Linked DNA regions of Nothobranchius furzeri: region 1 is linked to region 2. A link is a contact called in public Micro-C data. All regions are on one chromosome and are shown on one strand. Each heading gives the region's core, a stretch centred on a gene start, on an enhancer-like site or on the middle of the called end of the contact. The rest is flanking DNA. Distances are from core to core; before and after follow the strand shown.

Region 1 (2,808 bases), core at 256-2,755, 42 kb after region 2:
CCTGATCGGTTTTCCTCCCTCCCACAAATTTCCCGGAATGCCTGCAGTGGAAACCCAGTTACTAGAAACCAGTAAAGTCGAGGAATAAAAAGTATTTATGGTTTAATAATAAAAGGATGAAAGATCTCCGCGTGGTCTAGACTGAAACCCAAACAGGCAGTCGGACACCTTTAATAGATGGTTAGGGCGACGGTGGCACAGGAGTTAAGTGCTCGCCCTGTTATCTGAAGGTTGCAGGTTCGAGTCCCGCTCAGTCTGTCGCTGTCGTTGTGTCCTTGGGCAAGACACTTAACCCACGTTGCCTGCTGGTGGTGGTCGGAGGGACCGGTGGCGCCAGTGCTCGGCAGCCTCGCCTCTGTCAGTGCGCCCCAGGGCAGCTGTGGCTACATCGTAGCTCATCCCCACCAGTGTGTGAATGTGTGAATGACTGATTGTGTTGTAAAGCGCCTTGGGGGGTTCCAGGACTCTAGAAGGCGCTATATCAAATACAGGCCATTTACCATTTACCATATGGTTGTGGTGTGTGTGTGTGTGTGTGTGTGTGTGTGTGTGTGTGTGTGTGTGTGTGTGTGTGTGTGTGTGTGTGTGTGTGTGTGTGTGTGTGTGTGTGTGTGTGTGTGTGTGTGTGTGTGTGTGTGTGTGTGTCAGAGCTAATGGTTTTGCATCTCTACGGTAACATCTCCATAAACCAGCTCCGCTCCCCCACTATCTAATTGTTTTCTGTTATTTTTCGCTCCTCGCTCGTCTTTTCTGTTCAGACAATTACTGGAACAAGTCTCTTCACAACGGTGTGACATTTAATCACCGTAAACTCTCCGCGGTACCAGTCTGGCTGTCTGCTGCCCGCCTCTGGGCGCTGTAATTATGTTGTGTGCTGGGATGCCACAGAGAGCTCCGTCCCAGCGCCGCAAAACAAATCCGAACAAAACCATCAGCGTGGAATTAAAGAGGCAAGCTTTAACGGAGAGCCGTGTTGCTCCTCTGACCCGGGGTGACATCATCTGTCACCTAGGAAACCAGAAAAGCCACACGGTTACGAGACGGCAGCGGGACTCAAAAGCGTCGGGGTGGAGGAGGAGAGAAGAAAGGGAATGGAGGGAGGTTAGCAGAGAGGCTGACTTACGTATTTCCAGCCCAGCGTGGTTTTACAGTTTTCACAGTAGATGTCAGCCACAGCGTGCAGACCCGTGAGGAGAACCCGCTCCTCGGCTGGCCCGCAGCCCACATTCACCCTGTAAGGAGACGGGAAACACGTCACCACTCGCGCCAAGGCATAAAAACACAAAACTGATCCCGTCTGACCTGCAGCCTAAACCAGAAAACAAAGTTCAATCAACAAAGAAGAAGACCATGAAAATAAAACACGTATGGGTTAAACTGGAAAACTAAATCCCGTTTGACTTGTTTCTTTTGCCAAATTCCCAAAGGAGGAGGCGTGATACTCACACGGAGTTAAACAGGTAGGCTCTTCCTTGGCTGCCTTGGAACGACTGAAAGAGAAGAGAGGAGAACCCGAGTGAGTCGACATTAAACGCCGAGGAGGGCGGGAACGTCGGCAAACGACACCCCAGGGTGCTTTTCTGCCACTAACTGCTGCTCAGACTCGTTCTTCCACCCTGTCGAGGCTTCAGGAGATAAGAAAACCCCCAGAGGACGAGTGAAGACACACCGGAGAGGCCGCCTGTCAGCACGGCAGCTTCAATAACCTTTATTAACAAGGGGTTGTTGGACAAGCTCTTAAAGCGCAGAAACACGAACTCGGCACTTATCGCCCAAACGGGTTCTGGGCAGGTTTAGTTCTGATTACAAATGAAAGACCAGAATCTTTCTGGTGCTTCTTTATGCGCGTGGATTTTTAATAAGAACAAATCAAAATATAAAAATACCTTTTTCTATGAAATCTCACTGTTGGGTTTCGTTCTGATTCCGACTAGCCGTTACCTTATCAGGACAAACTATTTCTCTGAACAGAGGCTGTTCAGGATCACATTTGAAACCCAGTCATGGAAATTATTTATAACTTTTACACAAAAACACTTTATAACGTTTGAGATGCAGCGATTTAGGGTTTACGGGCCGATACTGATGCAGATTCCCATCTAGCTCTGAGCGGCCGATACCGATTAGGACGATTCTAATTTACCTGCAAAACCAATTAACAGGAAACTGAAAATTTCATCTTCCTGCATTTGAGACCGTTGGCACGGACTGGGGGGGGGGGGGGGGGGGGGGGGGGTGTCAAGGGTCGCTTGGTCGAATCATGCCGATGCTATAGCAACCCCAAGCAACCATGCATTTTTATGGTTTTATGACCATAAGTACTAACTTGACGGTGTGTTCACAGACCCAACAAATCCAAAAGTGAATTCCTTTTCTTGAGTTCCAGAGTCTCCGACTGCGCTACGTACCGCCCGATTCCACTCGGACGATTTTTGGTCCCATCGGATTGAGATTTACAACAAAACAGCTGATTTTTTGGTTCTTTAGGATTAAGATAAAAACAGGCTGAAGCCACACACGATGTGACTTCATAAACATGTAAACTGAGGAGAGTCCGCTGGACCAGCGACCTTTAACCCCGCCCCGCGGGGTCATCGGACGAGCTGGCTTTCCCACCAACATTTAGCCAACAGCTTCCTCCAATTAAAGCTCTGGAGACAAATTTCATGCTTTGATTTGGATCGGTTCTGGAGGTGTTTGTCACTTGGTTGTTACATCCTCTGGCCTTCTGTTTGTGTTTTTTAAGTCACACACACACACACACACACACACACACACACACACACACACACACACACACACACACAC
Region 2 (2,816 bases), core at 12-2,511:
TTAGGCTGTTGAGCCTTTTCAGGTCCCTGCTTCTGATGCTGCTACCCCAACAGACGATGGCTGAAGAGATTACACTCTCAACCACAGACTTGTAGAAGATCTGCAGCATCTTGCTACAGACACTGAAGGACCTAAGCGTCCTCAAGAAGTGCAGTCTGCTGTGTCCCTTCTTGTGAACTGCCGATTGTTTACCCGTGATTACGTCGCCAGATAAAAGGCAGCTTCAGCAGGATCGTTGTATTGGAACAAAACCTTTAAAAGCATCACAGGAACACGGTTCTCCTCACTGTACGGAACCTTGTAAAGTTATTTTTAGGGTTTGATGACTTCAGCGTTTTCATGACGTTTCACCCTCAGCCGTGTGAGCCCGGGACCTCCAAACACTAAACAGCTTCTGCTTTCAGGAACCTTAAAGCAGATGAAAACCATCAAAAGCACATTTTTCCACTGATGAAAAAGTTTTTATTGCCTCTGAAACACGGAGGTTTTAGACCTTCCACACCGACACTGGAGTTCTTTGTAACTATAATTATTTTTCCTGACCCGAAGCGGTGGCGTTCCCACCCAGTGGGGAACAGTTACTACTTTGTTTTATTCTCTTTAGACAGAAAAGCTCTTATGCAGGTTTGTATGGATTTAACCACCGTGGTAGGCTACTAACCCTAACCCTTCAACCACAAAAATCATCTTGTTAATGATTTTAGTGGAATATTGCATCATGTTTCAAATCTGCTGTGCACACGTTACCCTTTTACTTTATTGTAGAAGTTGGAGGCCAGAACAGCCTAAAAGCCTGAAAAGCTAAATGTTTTGGCTAAATCTACCTCTGCTGTTAGTAAATCCAATAGTTTTCCTCCAAACTACCTGATGTAAATGTTGCCGGAGCAACACGCGTGGCCAAAGGGGTCCAGAGGAGCTCAGAGCTCTCATCAAGCAGCTGATGGTAGAAGGTGACCGTGAACAATCGGAGCCAGTTTGGCTGGGTTTATGGTGCCCTCCCTTTCATCACTGATGACTCGGATCAGTCAGATGCTGGTTTTTTTTGTCATAATGAAGCAAACAAATCAGCAGAAGAGTGAAGCGATAATACGATCAAATAAATTGTTTTAATTGCTTCTGACGTTAATGAAACTATGACTGAACTCAGATTGTTCTGTTTTCAGATCCAAGGAGGCGACCCCACCGGTACAGGCACAGGTAAGACGAGCACTGCACCTAAACTGGATTTTTAATCCCATACCGCCTCCTCTCTGAATTTTTAATGGTTTATTTTAGGAAGGGTTGCGTAAACACGGCTAAGAGCTGGATTTTCTAGTCAGCAGTGTGACTAAATTTACTCTGATGGGACAAAAGAGTAGACAGAAATGCTGAGCGGGGGTGGGGGCAAGAACAACCAATCGTTCAGCATGTGGAGTCGTTTTCCTGTGTTTTTTTTTCTTTTCCCCGTGCCCTGTCTGGCTGTGAAGCAAACAGGATAATAAACGAAAATAAACAGTCAATGATGAACTCTTGTTCTGCTTCTAGACCTGCAGAAAAGGGACACACAACAATACAACAGGAGCAAGCTATCACTGCGTCAACTTGATGAGGAAATGTAAAATCAACATTGTTTAACTGAACAGTCACACGATAATAAATCACAGTGCATTTAGTGCCAACCACAGCCTTAAGACATGTGTTAACGTGCCCAAGTCCATACTTATGAGAGCACCATGTGAGCACCTGTGTGTGTACACGCGCTTGTAAATGTAAGGTTTCTCTATAGGAGCGTCTAATAGAGTGTGTGAGGGGCCACAGATCTGCCCCCCAAAGATGTGTAGGAGACGGAGGGAGCTCCAAGTCCCAGAGATCCAGGAGCTGCCCCAGAGCACAGGGACCCCAAGGAGACCGTAACCAGAAAAGCCCCCGCCCCCCTCAAGAGGTGCAGAGGATCGCCTCGGGGGGCCACAACCAGCAGCCGGCAGAGTCCCGGGAGATCTCAGCGGCAAGCCCACAGGCCCGCCCGCAGCCTCCCACCCCTCAGCCAGCCAAGCCCGGGACCCAGGGGCGACCACTCCCGCCGGGGACCCAGCAGAGCCCAGGGACCCAGATCCCACCAGGCAGCCACCGGGATTGATCAGGCAGACGCCAAAAATCTTAAACCCCCTGACCCGGAAGTCACAAACACTCAGGCAGACCAAGGCACCGCACTCCACGTTTTCCTGTTTTCAAACAGCAGCGGCGTGTAATCCGGCTCCAGGCCACATACAGTCAGTTTCCCGTCTACATGTCCGTGCTGCTGGGAGAGTTTGGAGCACAAAGTGATCTTTGTGGAATTCGGAACGCTTTGCTGCATCAGGTTCATGAAGGTGCGGAATTTCTGGCCTGAGGGTAAAATTCCCCTCATCACCTGTGTGGAACATTGTGTGCACACAGGTGGATAACAGACCTGTAACCGGCTCTCCAGGAGGACTAACGTTCCCACAACTGGCTGATTTATGTTGCCCTGCAGCACACGCCTGTTCCTGTCGTTGAGATTTATTTCAGAGGTTTTGTGTTCAATCATTTCTTGACCTGAAGCTTTAGGATCTGATGAAGCCAGAATTTCACCTGGGAGTCTGTTGGCTTCAGTTAATCAGCAAGAACATTCTATCGTAGAATCTAGACCGTCATTTGCCAAAAGCCAAATTGGCGGTCCATTGGAGCCGCCTCAGCTAGTATTTTGGCGGGCCAATCTCAGCGCTTTTATTTAGAAAAGCGGCGTATTATTTTGGTTTTTTATGTAGTTCTTCCACGATGGCGGACTGTCACATTGACTGACATCTGTAGCGGTCCAA

What was found. Hi-C and Micro-C count contacts between places; a contact is called where the count stands out from the background.
Region 1: a Micro-C map of tail fin shows a contact between it and region 2, with 2.1 times the contacts expected there. The contact joins two enhancer-like sites. A contact is called at or near these places in 2 of 2 Hi-C or Micro-C datasets (skeletal muscle and tail fin).

Annotation. Positions count from the first base shown.
Region 1 is chr10:38,516,821-38,519,628 of NfurGRZ-RIMD1, forward strand. ypel1 (yippee-like 1) reads right to left here. Exons shown (of 5, transcript XM_054731067.2): 3 at 1,447-1,490; 4 at 1,124-1,232. Among protein-coding and RNA genes, the nearest start is that of ypel1, 20 kb to the right of the region's middle. Within about 2 kb of position 1,506, at least 1 of the 3 cell types and tissues checked has an H3K27ac peak or open chromatin away from gene starts, as enhancers often do. A contact at or near this core is called in tail fin, where this site is marked.
Region 2 is chr10:38,475,005-38,477,820 of NfurGRZ-RIMD1, forward strand. It overlaps ppil2 (peptidylprolyl isomerase (cyclophilin)-like 2), which reads left to right. Exons shown (of 20, transcript XM_015960273.3): 14 at 1,164-1,197. Among protein-coding and RNA genes, the nearest start is that of ppil2, 13 kb to the left of the region's middle. Within about 2 kb of position 1,262, at least 1 of the 3 cell types and tissues checked has an H3K27ac peak or open chromatin away from gene starts, as enhancers often do. A contact at or near this core is called in tail fin, where this site is marked.